Regions from separate parts of the Zea mays genome. Here regions 1 and 3 are each linked to region 2. A link is a contact called in public Hi-C data. All regions are on one chromosome and are shown on one strand. Each heading gives the region's core, a stretch centred on a gene start, on an enhancer-like site or on the middle of the called end of the contact. The rest is flanking DNA. Distances are from core to core; before and after follow the strand shown.

Region 1 (4,571 bases), core at 1,077-3,576, 130 kb before region 2:
AAGTTATTATTTTCAGATTTTGCCTATTCACCCCCTATAGGCGACTTTCACCATGCCCAGACCATGGAAGCAGTATCGAAGGGTCTCTATCAAGCATGATGTCAGATACGTGTCCCCATGACCAGTGGGACCGGACAACCCTAGCCGTAGAAACCTCAGCATCGGGGTCTCTATAGTGACCCATACACCGGAGGGGACAAGGCATTACGTCGTACCAGGCATACTCCTACACATGATGAAAGGTTAAATTAAGGGGATGACGGAAGACGAAGCTGTACTGAAGACATCCCTAAGCCAAGCCTTGAGATGACTCAACAAAATCCACCAAACTCCACCATGTCTAAATCGGAGCAACAATTGGAAGGCGGACGAGACACGACACCATACCAAAGGTACGAACAACGCACGCCTCGACAGATGACTCCATAGGGGCTACGAGGCCTAGAAGCACGACACAACAAATGAGACCATATGAGCCACGATGCCTAGAAGCGGGAGGCCAAACTCCACCCTAGTAAAATACTAGTCCTCATTGTAACATCTTCCCTTGAGCTATAAATGGGCAAGATAACCCCCATCCAAAGATCATCCCATATCCCACGCCCCACATCCCACATCCGATATTCCACATCCCACATCCCACATCCCATATCCCATATCCAACTTCACACAAGCACCCAACTGTAACACGTTCTAAGCAATACTACTGTCAGCACTACACTGGACTAGGGCTCCGGCCTGAACCAGTATAACCCCTTCCACCTCAGATCCACCTTCGAGCTCCTATAGCTCACCATTCGAAGCGAGTCCGCGCTAACACCCCTGTCGAACACAAATCTTATTATCCACCGGTTCTAGAAACCACGACAGTCCGGTGCCTGTGAGAGGACGGTTCGGAAACCAGACAGACGATTCGGCTCAGTTGGCCGGATGGTTGAGCAATGACCAGAGGCCGCAAGGTCCACGCGCCTTCAAGCGTCGACAATCGGAAACAGGTACGCCAAAGCAAAATTCATGTAAAACATCTGGTCGACTGGTTAAAGTCGTCTATGCTTTTGATCAGTTACTCTCCAAATACACCAGCAAAAATGTCGTCCCACATGGTCGGCCAACAAAGCAACCCCGGTCACTCGCAAAGGCAATACTGCCGAATAAAACGACCCAAAAGGCGACATAACAAGTGTCGCATGTTCATCCAATGATGCCATGATACTTTTCACTAGCCTATCCATCGTCGACATATTGTTCTGTTCAAACATGGAGTAATGCGGCGATGAATCCATATTACATGTACAATCCCTTTGCTTATTTGGGTTTGGGGCACCTCGATTTTGATCCTATTGACCCATTGATCAAGCAGTCATTGCCGAGAAAGATGCAATCCTAAACGACCTTTATATATTAGAGCTTTATTAAATGATTACCTTATTAGATTGAAAAAGATGGTGATTTGCATCATGCTTAATTCATACTTCGGAAACAAAATAACTTGTGAGATCTATTGTTTCTCAAAGGGTGCTGATAGTACATATGCTTTTGGTTTGTCAGTATCCACCAAAGACAGGGGGCATGTGTTGAGCACCAGAATGGGAAGGCGGATGGTCCGGCCCTATACCCGAATGGTCTACGTTCCGGACGGTCCGCGCTTGAACAAAATCGGTTAGGGTTCCTGATTTCTTAGCAAACTCCGCGAGATTTGTTTAGGAACCGACTTGTAACTGATCCATACTTCCCTCTTATATAAACGAAGGGGTTCGATCGATTGACACACCTACAATCGATCCAATAAAATATATTTATCAAATTTACCTTATTTGCATTGTTCTTTCCATTCATTAGTAGTAGGAGTAATCTAGCTTTAGTTTAGCCCTAGTATTAGTCTTTTTCGACCTATTAGTTCATCTCTAAGTGACTCTACATCGCCTAAGGACATCCGGGTGTACTGTCGATCCCTGAGCACCTCTGGAACTCTCCTCGACGAGATCCATCTCGAGGGGCGAGTTCTAGAGTTCTTCGCGAAGAAGACCCTCTGCGCACATGTGGACCGTCCGATCCAGAGCGCGGACCGTCCGGCACGTGAGCAGAGGATACACGATCCTACCGTAGGGTCGCAGACACGTCCCGCCAATCGTCTACGCCACCGCAAAGAGCACAGTCATATGGTTCGCCCTCTTTCCTACTCATGCATCTTAACCTTCTAGCTGAATTTTGACGATAGGCCCGAACTTTCCGCCATGGAATCTACATTACGTCATAAATTCACCCGATCCAATTGAGCGGTGCCTTGCATATCCTGCATCAAATGGAAGCTGTCGATTCCGGGGTGAATTTTGTCTGACCAGGTTGCCATTCTGTGTCGCAAACTCGCAACCAATCCGTACCGGAATCACGGGAGATGTGGACGTGCCCAGATGAAATTCCAGCGGTAGATGCCAACCTTGTGTCCGGCGACCGGCGTGCTCCGGTTGCCGGGGCTGGGTGGGCAACACACAAATCTAGTGCCTGGCACCTGGCAGCAACGGCGGAGAGACGATGCGCGCCAGGTAGATCCTCAGCACGGTCTGAAATCTGCAAGGAGGTGGGGGCGAAAGCATGCGCTACTATGCTAGAAGCTCCTCATCCCGGTCGGTAAACGCCACTGCCGCCGCGAGCTCACCTCCGACGGGACGGAACGAAGCCGCTGCCACCCGAGGGAACCGCGTCGACCAATCCCACCCTAACGACATCGCCTCAGCACCAGCAAGCTGGCCACACCAATCCCCCGGCCTCGCGCCCCTCGAGCCCCCGATCCAAATGGTGCAGGCGGACCAGTAGCGGCGCCCACCGCGCCGCCAATTGGCACTGCGGCCGCCACTACGTCCGAAAAACTCGCGATCGTGGGACCTCCGATCCCGTCCCATGGTCCCGCCGGCCTGTCCGTGCCTTCCCAAGTTCCTAGCACCACCGCCGCGCGCCGCGCCGGTGCCGAGGGAGCGGCAGCAGTAACCGGCAGGCGAATTTGAATCCAGCTGCGCGGCGGGGCGAACTCGCTCTCATGCGCAGGCGTGGCTTGGCGTTCAGCGTCGGCCCCAACCGCGGCCGACCCTCGTGCGCCGGGGCTACGACCGTTCGGGGCCCTCCCTGCCTCCACGCGGAAGCTCTTCTTCCTCCCTCAAGACGCGAACCCCGTTGCCTCTCGGGTCATCTTCGCCACACCGTCCTGCCCGGACCGCCGTGGCGCTCTGCCTCGATCTACCAAATCCATGGCTCGGCACGAGGATGCGGACGCAGAACAATCACTTCCATCCGCCAGCGCGTTGTCTCGCCGTCGGATCGCGGGATGGGAGATACGAAACCAACCAGGTAATCAACTGGCTAACATTTCCTTCCCCCTACTGGATCAACTTAATTTGTGTAAGCTCGCATCGTGCAGCTTGCCGATCATTCGATCAATTGGTTGTGTGTATTTATCTATCTGGCTGTCCAAATTTGTATGCGTAAGCTCCCCGCACGTTCTAACGCATGCAGAGTTGCGGACTGTCGTGGCACAAAGTGTCTTACTGGGAATTCTTGACGGAACACTTATATTTTTACAAGGTTTGAAACAAAGTGTCTTAGGCAAGGGATAAAATACTCTTACTATTCAAAATTGAATAATAAGAGGGGTTTTATTCTCTTCAGGGCTGATTTGATGACCAGGGATCACGGGAATTGAGGGGGAAATGAACTAATTTTTTCCTCAATCCCTCCAATCCCCCCGTCATCTGCATCTAGATCGGAGGTGATTGAGGGAGATTAAATTTCTTGTATTCAATTTTGGATAGCAAGAGATTTAATTTTCTCCGATCCCTTTCAATCCACTCTAACAGAACAAGCACTCAATCTCTTTGTTCTCAAACACGCCTTTAAATCTTTAATGAGAATTCTTGAAGGACCAGTGTTCCATACATTACATGTTCATGTTGCGAGTTTGCGAATGGCTGACTGTGCTAACTGCTAAGAATGACCCTTCAGAACAGCATCAAGAGCGGGATAGAAACGGAACATATTGACCACTCGTGATGAGAAATAATATATGCTGCTAATTACTGGAACAAGCACAATCTGCAGCTATGTTGCAATTGTGTAAGTCTATTCCTATTTTTTCTTTGTTCCCCATCTCTGTTCTGGACAGGAGCAGCTGCCGTTAGTATCGTTTCTTTTTGACCTGGCTGCCGTTAGTATCGTTTTTTTTACCTGGCTGCCGTTAGTATCTTGACCAAGAGCATCACAAAGCTCGGTCATTACTCTTGTTTGCATCATAGAGTGAACATCGTCTCTTGCTTATTCAACCGCATTGCAGCTGAGAGGACTTCATGGTTTCTTCCTTACTATATCTGCGATATCCGATATGTTAGTTCACAAGATGCTGACATACTAAAGGCACTGTATTTATGGCCAGTTCTGTTCAGTAATATCTTCCTTTACAGTTTAACTTGATTCGGCAAGAACTCTCGTGAGAACACAATCTACTTATTTCATTATTATCTTCTGCTGTTCTATTTTTTTTAAAAAACTTGAACTGAGAACAAACCCTATACATTTGCATTATG
Region 2 (4,801 bases), core at 2,060-4,559:
TATGCACATGTTATGTATTAGTAATACATAATGATAAAGAGCCGACAGTCTGTCTTTTCCACACACTAGGTTTTAAGGTTTTTCTGTGAGGCCGTGAAAAAACTCTTTATGTGAAAGAAAAAATATATCATAAGTAAGCATGTTATGTCAGCTAGATTGAGTGGATATTGTGAATTATGAACTTTGAATCCGTGAATTTGTGATCTTTATGAACTTGTTATACTGTGAATTTGTTATATTATGAACTTGTGATCTTTGTAAACTTTTTATATTATAAATTTGTGATCCTTGTGAAGTTGTTATATCATGAATTGTGAACTTGTTGCATTTGTGATCTTTTGTCAACTTTGTTGTATTGTGAAGTTTGATATGTTTACCGATCGTATTTTAGATTTCGATCGTTACCGGTGTATTTTCCGCACCAAACTTTTGTTTCCGATGTTTTCGAAATACCGATATCGTTTCCGTTTCTATAGTTACCCTTTTCAATTTTATTTCCGATTAAAAATATGAAAACGGTAATGGTTTTAGTGTTTATCGACCGTTTTCATCTCTAATCATCCCTGCCGGTGAAGTTTAATTTTTCCCTTGGCTAAAGAGATGCAAGCTGCTGTAAAATACGTTAAAACAGGCAAGGCAGCCCCAGCAGCCAGCATCGCGTGCCCGTCTATGTACATCAGTGGATACGTAGCATCTCTAGTGAGTAATATAACGATTGCATTTGGCTGGAGGACGTATGTTATATAAGTATGTCATTTACCAGTTGCATTAGTATCTTCCCTAACTCCTATAATAACTCTCTTCGTGGAATGGACGTAGACGTATGCTATATAAGTATTAAAAAATAGTTTTTTAAGCTGGTGTCCTCAATTTTGCTATTGTTCTCGTTTTTATCTTTAGTTGTGTCACAAATTTAATCCGTACAACAAATCAAAAATACCATACCCTTCTTATATTAATTTTCTAACATAACATTTGTTTAGATATTTTCAGTCGTGAAAATACAATTCTAATTCTAACGTCGTAGTATCAAATCAAACCATCCAGAATTTGACCAAGCTTAATTATAAAAAATATAAAATTTATGATACTGAATAGATAGCATTAGATTTGTTATATAATATATTTTTATAAAATACCATTTTTATGGTATAAATATTGGTACTCCTTTACTTTAAACTATAGATAGTTTTGACTAAGGATGCAACTAGAATTGCATCCTCTTTTCACTGCACCTTCATTAGTTTTAATATTTATTTAGATGGGCCCTTGCAAACTGTAGATATCATCTCTTGCAACATTCTTTCTATAGCACCACGAAAATGTATTGCGGCTTTGAAATTATAATTGAATTAGTTGTATCATTTCTTTCACCGATGCGTTAAATTCAAAATTAAGTGTTATATTTCTTCATAATTTGTTAAATATATAGACCCTATAATCCACCATTATTTACTATAATAGCATACATTAACATTGGTTTTAGCCTACACTACGACACTCGAGGCATTGAATTTTCCTCTATCAAAGAATTATATGTGTAGTAGTATTGTTCTTGACAAAAAGGGGGATTAAAATTAAACTACCAATATTGATACTTATCTTATCACATCCATGAATACAATCAACACTCTTACAAAAGATAAGATACAAGATTAAAAAGTACCATGATAATACATTAAGATTATTAGCAATGCATTAAATTAAATAAATGTGCAAGTGAATCATGATTTTAGTTTTATCTATTTTACTTTTAAAATATGATATTCTCTGACTACTTCTAAGCATAAATGTGATTCTAAGTCATGACCGATCGTGCTTATTCAGAAAAATGAAGGAGACACAGATTTCTATAAAAAAAGGTTGTCATGGGACTATTGGGTCAACCATCTTATTCATTTGGGAAAATAAGTTTAGAACACATCAACCCATTTTAGATGTTGAGTTTGGCCCTAATGGTCCATTGACCTTACTTTTGTGGGTTGACATAGACCATCTATCCCAAGTTATTGTTGTGTCACATTCCCTGATATCATGAATCTATATTTTAGCTTTCCGTTTTCATATTTTTAGTCGTTACATATTTTTTATCCGCGTACTAGATTAAAACTCTAGTTGTTGCAATACATTTTGTTCATTTTTTTCTATTTCTTCTTTACTAACAACATATTCTAGTTCCTAGCTACATTCTTAAGTACCATAGTGCTATAAACATTTTTTATCCTACATTATTCCACTTAAGAAATTGAATTTTCTGCATAAAAAAATTATATGTCCAGTAGTGTTGTCTTATAAAAGCATAAAGTGATTAAAATTAAAACCATTATTGATATCTTATTTTTCAAAAAAAAATATAAGCTTATAGAAAGTGAATTAATTTCATGGTAAATTAATATAGTTTAAATTGAATTATTAGTGTTATTACTATGTTTATTATCAATGAAACATTTTTCATGGTTGATATAACTTAGTGTTACTTATTTTAGTATTTTTTATATAATTCTAGTTAACTTTTAGTTTTTGATTTAAAAAAACGAGAATTGTGTCCTTTTGTGGAGTGAGTATAAAGAAAGTAATATCTGTTCATCATAATTTGGTTTTTTAAGGTACGTGAAACTTGCTTTATATTTGGACTCAAGCTATGTCTAAATACATAGTAAAAAAGCAATATTTCTAGAAAAGACAAAACATCTTATAATTTAGAATCAAGGAAATATATAGATTTTATGTGCAGTGAGAAGCCATTTACAATGGAACGTTCAACGTTGGGCCAATAGATATTTTGCGATATGATGATGGGCATATTTTTGCATGGTTGTCCCTCCACTAGCTATAGTTTGATGATACGATACGCTGCACACACCATTGGGTTGTACCATGTTAGTGTAGCAACAGTAGAAACCCAATTGTGGCCGTGAACCATGATAATACTAGGTAGAGTGCTAGCTAGAGGTTTCAGGCTATTGATGCGTGAATTAAACTTTCTGTTGTGTTGCGAGGAAACGAGTATTGTGAAATATTTGAAACGGTTTTTTTTGTGAAAGATTTGAAACGGTATTTTTGTTGTGAAATAAAGATCAAGGCTAAATAAATTCAAACTAATAAAACATATTAATTGACGGCCTGAAGCCCCCGCCCCCATGGCCCCATGCCATAGCATCAGGTCCCACATGACATGAGGCCGCGCCTCCCTCTATGTTGGCTCCCTGCCTTCGCCGTTGTCGTCGCTCCCGAACTCCCTCTCCTCCCCTGTTACAAATACCCCCACCCGCCCGGACAGCTTCCCTGCACACTCGCAGCTCGCACATCTCATGGTGTCCTAAGAACGGCAAGAGCCAGCTCTGCCTAGCAGCAGCGCACAGCCACATCCATGGACGCCAGCCCGACCCCACCGCTCCCCCTCCGCGCCCCAACTCCCAGCATTGACCTCCCCGCTGGCAAGGACAGGGCCGACGCGGCGGCTAACAAGGCCGCGGCTGTGTTCGACCTGCGCCGGGAGCCCAAGATCCCGGAGCCATTCCTGTGGCCGCACGAAGAGGCGCGGCCGACCTCGGCCGCGGAGCTGGAGGTGCCGGTGGTGGACGTGGGCGTGCTGCGCAATGGCGACGGCGCGGGGCTCCGCCGCGCCGCGGCGCAAGTGGCGGCGGCGTGCGCGACGCACGGGTTCTTCCAGGTGTGCGGGCACGGCGTGGACGCGGCGCTGGGGCGCGCCGCGCTGGACGGCGCCAGCGACTTCTTCCGGCTGCCGCTGGCTGAGAAGCAGCGGGCCCGGCGCGTCCCCGGCACCGTGTCCGGGTACACGAGCGCGCACGCCGACCGGTTCGCGTCCAAGCTCCCCTGGAAGGAGACCCTGTCCTTCGGCTTCCACGACGGCGCCGCGGCGCCCGTCGTCGTGGACTACTTCACCGGCACCCTCGGCCAAGATTTCGAGCCAGTGGGGTGAGTAAAGAAGAAGATGGCGCCGAATTTACATTTATAAGTAGGACCAGCAGAAGCCCCTGCCCCTGGGGGCCTTAGCATTGCATTCGACTGATGAATACGCATGGCAGGCGGGTGTACCAGAGGTACTGCGAGGAGATGAAGGAGCTGTCGCTGACGATCATGGAGCTGCTGGAGCTGAGCCTGGGCGTGGAGCGCGGCTACTACCGGGAGTTCTTCGAGGACAGCCGCTCCATCATGCGGTGCAACTACTACCCGCCGTGCCCGGTGCCGGAGCGCACGCTGGGCACGGGCCCGCACTGCGACCCCACGGCGCTGACCATCCTCCTGCAGGACGACGTCGGCGGGCTGGAGGTCCTGGTGGACGGCGAGTGGCGCCCCGTCCGGCCCGTCCCAGGCGCCATGGTCATCAACATCGGCGACACCTTCATGGTAACGAACGAAAGCGCCGGCTCCTCTGCTTTTCTTGGCCTCTTTGTCCCTGCCCTGTGCTGCTGTGCATATTCATTCATTCAGTTCTCTGTGGGGTTTTTTTTTTGTTTAATTTTTTTTTGGGATCGTATCCAGTGCACAAGGGCCACGCCGTGCACAAATGCACAAAACGAAATCTGGCCGTCCATTTTCCATCCAACGACATGACGGCGCGGGGGGTTTTTCACAAAACAGACTCGGCAAGCTACGGAGGTTGCGGGAGGGTTCATCTGCATATTTACGACGGCCGTTGGATGGAAAATGGACGGCCAGATTTCGTTTTGTGTATTTGTGCACGGCGTGGCCCTTGTGCACTGGATACGATCCCATTTTTTTTTTTGCCCCGAATCCTAGTGGACCTAACTGGACAGATTACAGCACGCACACGTAG
Region 3 (4,469 bases), core at 1,440-3,939, 140 kb after region 2:
TACTGACACGTAAACTTTGCAGTGAAATCAATGCAGGATTTTTTTTACTCAAACGCAGAACAAAGAGAGAAGATGGTCGCTGCAGAGAGACGCCAAGTCGATAAACGTGTCAAACGGATTATTGAGTTGAAAAATAAGGTAATTTATTTTGAGTTTTTTGCGCAGAGTATAATATTTCCATATGTTAGAATATAATATAAGTGAATTGTCCCATATTTCTATATTTCTATATTTCTATCGGTTTAAGCTTTTGAGTTGAATTGATTGGTACATGCAACTTAATATTATACCAGAGGCAGAAGTCTCGAGTTCGAATCCTGATTAGCACAATTAAAAAAATAATTATTGCTCGTTTCTATATTCCACGTCATAGACTCAAAAGAGGCTCAACGCAAGGAGGAGTGTTGGAATATAATATAAGTGAATTGCCCACATCTTTTTATCAGCTTAAGCTTTTAATTTGAATTGACTAGTGCATGCAACTCAATACCATATGCTGTATTATAGTGGGTAAAATTGTTGTCATCGTTTCTTGCATGCAGGTTTGTGCAACTCAATACCATATGCTGTATCAGAAGGGCATTGACCCTCCATCTCTGGATCTTCTTGCTAGAGCAGGGGTAATCTATTGGTGGTTCCATGATCCAAATTAATTTTCATCCTTGAATGGATTTATGTTTTTATAATGTGGATCTCATGAAGTTAACATTTAAAATAGGCATTTTCTGATTAAATCATGCTCCGAAAAGACAATTTATGGTGAAAATAAATAAAATAAACCCATGTATCAATGTGGTTTTAGTGACCCTTCCTGTGGGAAAATGCTGAAAGCTGTGCATCTAAGGTGTTTTCTTGATATTAATTTTGACAATGACTCCAGCTATAAACAAGGCATGTTTTAGATTGCATGGAACCAAACCAGCTCGTATATTTATTCCAGTCTCTATATAATATATATTGAAGTATGACATTATAAAAATGTTTTTACTAAATTCATCTTATTATAGCTTTCTGTACTTCTTAAATATACTACAAGATACTAGTGAAAACATTTTGGAGGCTGGTAATGTCCAAAAATGTACTCCCTCCATCCAAAAAGAATGGAAGTTTCACTTCACGAGAGAGGTCAAACAATCTTAATTTTGACTAGGTTTATAGTAAATATTATATACGTTTGGATCTTCAGTCAGGTTTATTTGAAAATATATTTCCATGATTAAACTAGTGATACTTGCACATCCTAAACATCAACACTGTTATATATATTTGGTCAAAATTTAGATTATTCTGACTCGTTGGGAAGCAATACTTGTAATTTTTTTTGAGACAAGGCAGTATTTGTTACTGGAGAGTAAGCTCTTTGCATGAAAGCTTATTAATAGCATGATCTGTTTGTTAAATCCATGTTAGTATTTTACTATTTTAGGTGTGCGGCCTGAAATGATTTACAGATCATTGCTCTTCGAAGAGCAAAGAGGAGAAATATGGAGAGGCTTGTGCTAGCATGTGGTGGTGAAGCAGTCAATTCAGTTGATGACTTGACTGAACGTTGTCTTGGTTGGGCTGGTCTTGTCTATGATCATGTTCTTGGAGAAGAAAAGTACACATTTGTGGAGAATGTGAAAAATCCTCACTCTTGTACTATACTAATTAAAGGTTGTTTATTCTTAAGAAACAACATCGTCTTCTCTGACACCCTAATTGAGCTGTGAATTGATTATCGTTTGACATATTCAGGACCTAATGACCATACCATTGCACAAACCAAGGATGCTGTCCGTGATGGTCTAAGATCAGTTAAGAACACAATTGAAGATGGAGCAGCCGTGCTGGTATGATTTATAATTTTTCTCTGTTCTGAAAGCTAGCAGGAATTAGGAAGAAGACTTTTGGGGTTTTGCCTTTTGTATTCACCATTGTTGACTCTGACAAAGGTTGCTACTTGCTAGTCTGGTTGGTGTTATTGGTAACTTACTCAACCTTGCATCTATAATAAGTTTGATAAAGGGCAATCTGGTTGTTTTCCCTTCATTTTTACAGTTTTCTTAATTCATTTGTTCTATGCTTATTTAACATACATCCGAATCAGGGGTGTGTGGGTTGCTTCTTCTAAAATAGCCAGGACAAAATTATGAAGTTAGAAAAAAAAGAAGATAAACTCACAATTAGACTGTAGGACGAGGACAAAAACACCGGTTTCCGATACATTTGTGGTTCCAGTTAGTCTCTTTTCAAAAAGTAGGTTGCATTCGGTCATTGTTCTGTACGTTGTTTTAATCTTTGGATTACTATTGGGTGTAGGGATGAAAATGGATACTGTCATTGTTCTGTACGTTGTTTTAATCTCTGGATTACTATTGGGTGTAGGGATGAAAATGGATAATTGAATTGTTAGAACAAATTTAATATTTTAAAGTAGATATGTACGTAATCTGTTCTTATATTATCAAACATATTATTGTAATAAGAATATTTTTTGTATAAATGATGTTATGCATTATTTGAACACGTAACTCCAAACTCGGCACGCAACTACGTGCCAAATACGGATACGGAGGTGTGCTTTGCTGGAGTTGGTCTGGCGTTATTCTCCTTCACGGCTCCCTTGACCGTGAGCCAGTAAGAACACCAGTCCGTCCGTACACGCGGAGTGGCGAATAAAAAACACGCCATGTGGGGCCCACTCCAAGAGAAAAAAAAACCGCGCCCCGCCTCCCAGTCCGTGCAGTCTGGTACAAGCAAACCCAGCAGCGCCGGGAATCAGCGATCAGCTGCGGGGCCCACGGGACTCTGGGAGCAGTTGCAGACGGACCTTATGGGCGTCGGTGCATCGGGTCTAGCGGAGACCCGCCATTCCCCTCCAGTTGGCCCCACCAGTCAGTAAAAGAAAGCACCCGGACCACCACGGACTTGCACCATCCAGCTCCACTTTCAACCACTCCGTCCGTCCTCTCCCCTTCGTCGCGCTGGTCGCTGCCGCCTCCCCCTCGTGTTCACACTCCTCTAGGCACCCTCAGGCCCCACGGTCTTCGTCCTCGCCTCGGCGTCTCAGCCTCGCGACCCGCGTGGAGCTCACGGCGGCGACCGCCATTGTAGTTCCCGGAGGTACAAAGCCCGCCTCTCTCTCTCTCTCTCCTCGCTGGAATGACTTGCTTTCTTCGCTTGTAGCGTTTCTCGGCTCCCGTGTATCGTAATCATCATCACGCGCGTTTGATTGCTTTGGGCTTTGGCATCGTCCCGTGCAGTTCCTTCAGCATTTGTGATTTAGGTGCTTGTTCAAGTGCTGCGATTACAGGGGGGGTGGGAGCTTGATTTGGTGCGCAAGGTGCGTAAACCTCGCACACGTGCACGCACGGCGCGCTCTGAGGTTGGGATCGGGAGTAGCAGTAGGTGTTTCAGGTGATCCTGTGTTTCCGCTCGGCTAGAGGCCCTGTGATTACGACAGATTTAAGGCTTAGGGGGTAATTGGATTTAGTGAGCTTACTATGGGAAGAGTACTCTTTGGGCTAAGTGGAGTTTCTGATCGTCAGCTTTTGCATGCGTTGAGTATGATAATTCGTTGTTCTCATGCCCAAGTTTCCACATTCCAAGAGATAGGAACGAAAGTACTCTGTATGCGCGATTTAAGGTCAAATACATTCGATAGGCTATACTGGCGATCACTTTATGGGATGTGCTTGTATATTTGACTGTCTATGTTTCCTTAAGTGGAGTAAGACCCATAAATGGCGTCTGAAATTTCTTTAAGCTGTACCACAATTTGTTTTTTTTTTTTGGCTTTGGTAAGTTCTACAGCTAAAATAGAGTCTTCAATCTTCATACAGGTCAATGGAGGAGTCAGTGCCAATGTCAGTAATCAGCAGTATTTCAAACTTCCGCACGCTGTCTACCAGCAGTGTGGTAGAAACTGAGCTAGTTAAGAGATACTGCCGGAAGATCAATGAAATCCTGGGTCTTTTGAAGCTGGTCCTGGATGAAGTTATCCCCCAGATTAGTCTAGATGATAGGATGCTTGAGGGACTAGCTGCTACTATCAATGATGCGATAAAGCTAGTTGGAAGCTGGGATTTGATGATGAGCAAAATCTATTTCGTAACTCCCTTATCTCTCCCATTTACTACTGTCATTCACATAAGGCACAACTTATAGCTTGCACAATGCTGTCGTTATTTGATACTTGCAAGTTATTATATCAAGGTTATGCTGGTGGAGTCCCTTATTACCAAGATGCAAAACTATGTGCTTGAAGTGTGCCAAGTTGTCAATTCTGAAGTGACACCACCAGAAACCAATCGTATTTCAGTGTACTTGGAGGTAGTGAAAGAGCTTTATTGTCATATCAGTAGCACTCCTTTCAATTGTTCTCATCTTCCAATGATTTATGTTCTTGCAAATTTCAGAAAATAAAGCAATTTCAATGTGACAAAATTATGGGTATCATCAAGGAGGCTTCCAGGGATATTGCCGGA

The links. A called contact is a pair of places that touch in the nucleus more often than the background predicts.
Region 1: a contact with region 2 is called in a Hi-C map of seedling, with 3 times the contacts expected there. The contact joins the promoter of LOC103650916 here to the promoter of LOC107521947 in region 2. A contact is called at or near these places in 6 of 25 Hi-C or Micro-C datasets (bundle sheath, ear, leaf and 2 more).
Region 3: a contact with region 2 is called in a Hi-C map of bundle sheath, with 1.9 times the contacts expected there. The contact joins the promoter of LOC103650913 here to the promoter of LOC107521947 in region 2. A contact is called at or near these places in 4 of 25 Hi-C or Micro-C datasets (bundle sheath, leaf and leaf mesophyll).

The regions. Positions count from the first base shown.
Region 1 is chr3:175,681,169-175,685,739 of Zm-B73-REFERENCE-NAM-5.0, reverse strand. LOC103650916 (PHD finger protein EHD3) reads left to right here and starts at 2,326. Exons shown (of 4, transcript XM_035966364.1): 1 at 2,326-3,342. LOC103650917 (a long non-coding RNA gene) reads right to left here. Exons shown (of 3, transcript XR_564478.2): 3 at 3,866-4,355.
Region 2 is chr3:175,550,821-175,555,621 of Zm-B73-REFERENCE-NAM-5.0, reverse strand. It overlaps LOC107521947 (gibberellin 20 oxidase 4), which reads left to right and starts at 3,309. Exons shown (of 3, transcript NM_001321686.1): 1 at 3,309-3,939; 2 at 4,050-4,371. The coding sequence starts at 3,371.
Region 3 is chr3:175,412,185-175,416,653 of Zm-B73-REFERENCE-NAM-5.0, reverse strand. It overlaps LOC103650913 (U-box domain-containing protein 4), which reads left to right and starts at 2,689. Exons shown (of 5, transcript XM_008676506.4): 1 at 2,689-3,105; 2 at 3,825-4,092; 3 at 4,198-4,314; 4 at 4,401-4,469. The coding sequence starts at 3,829.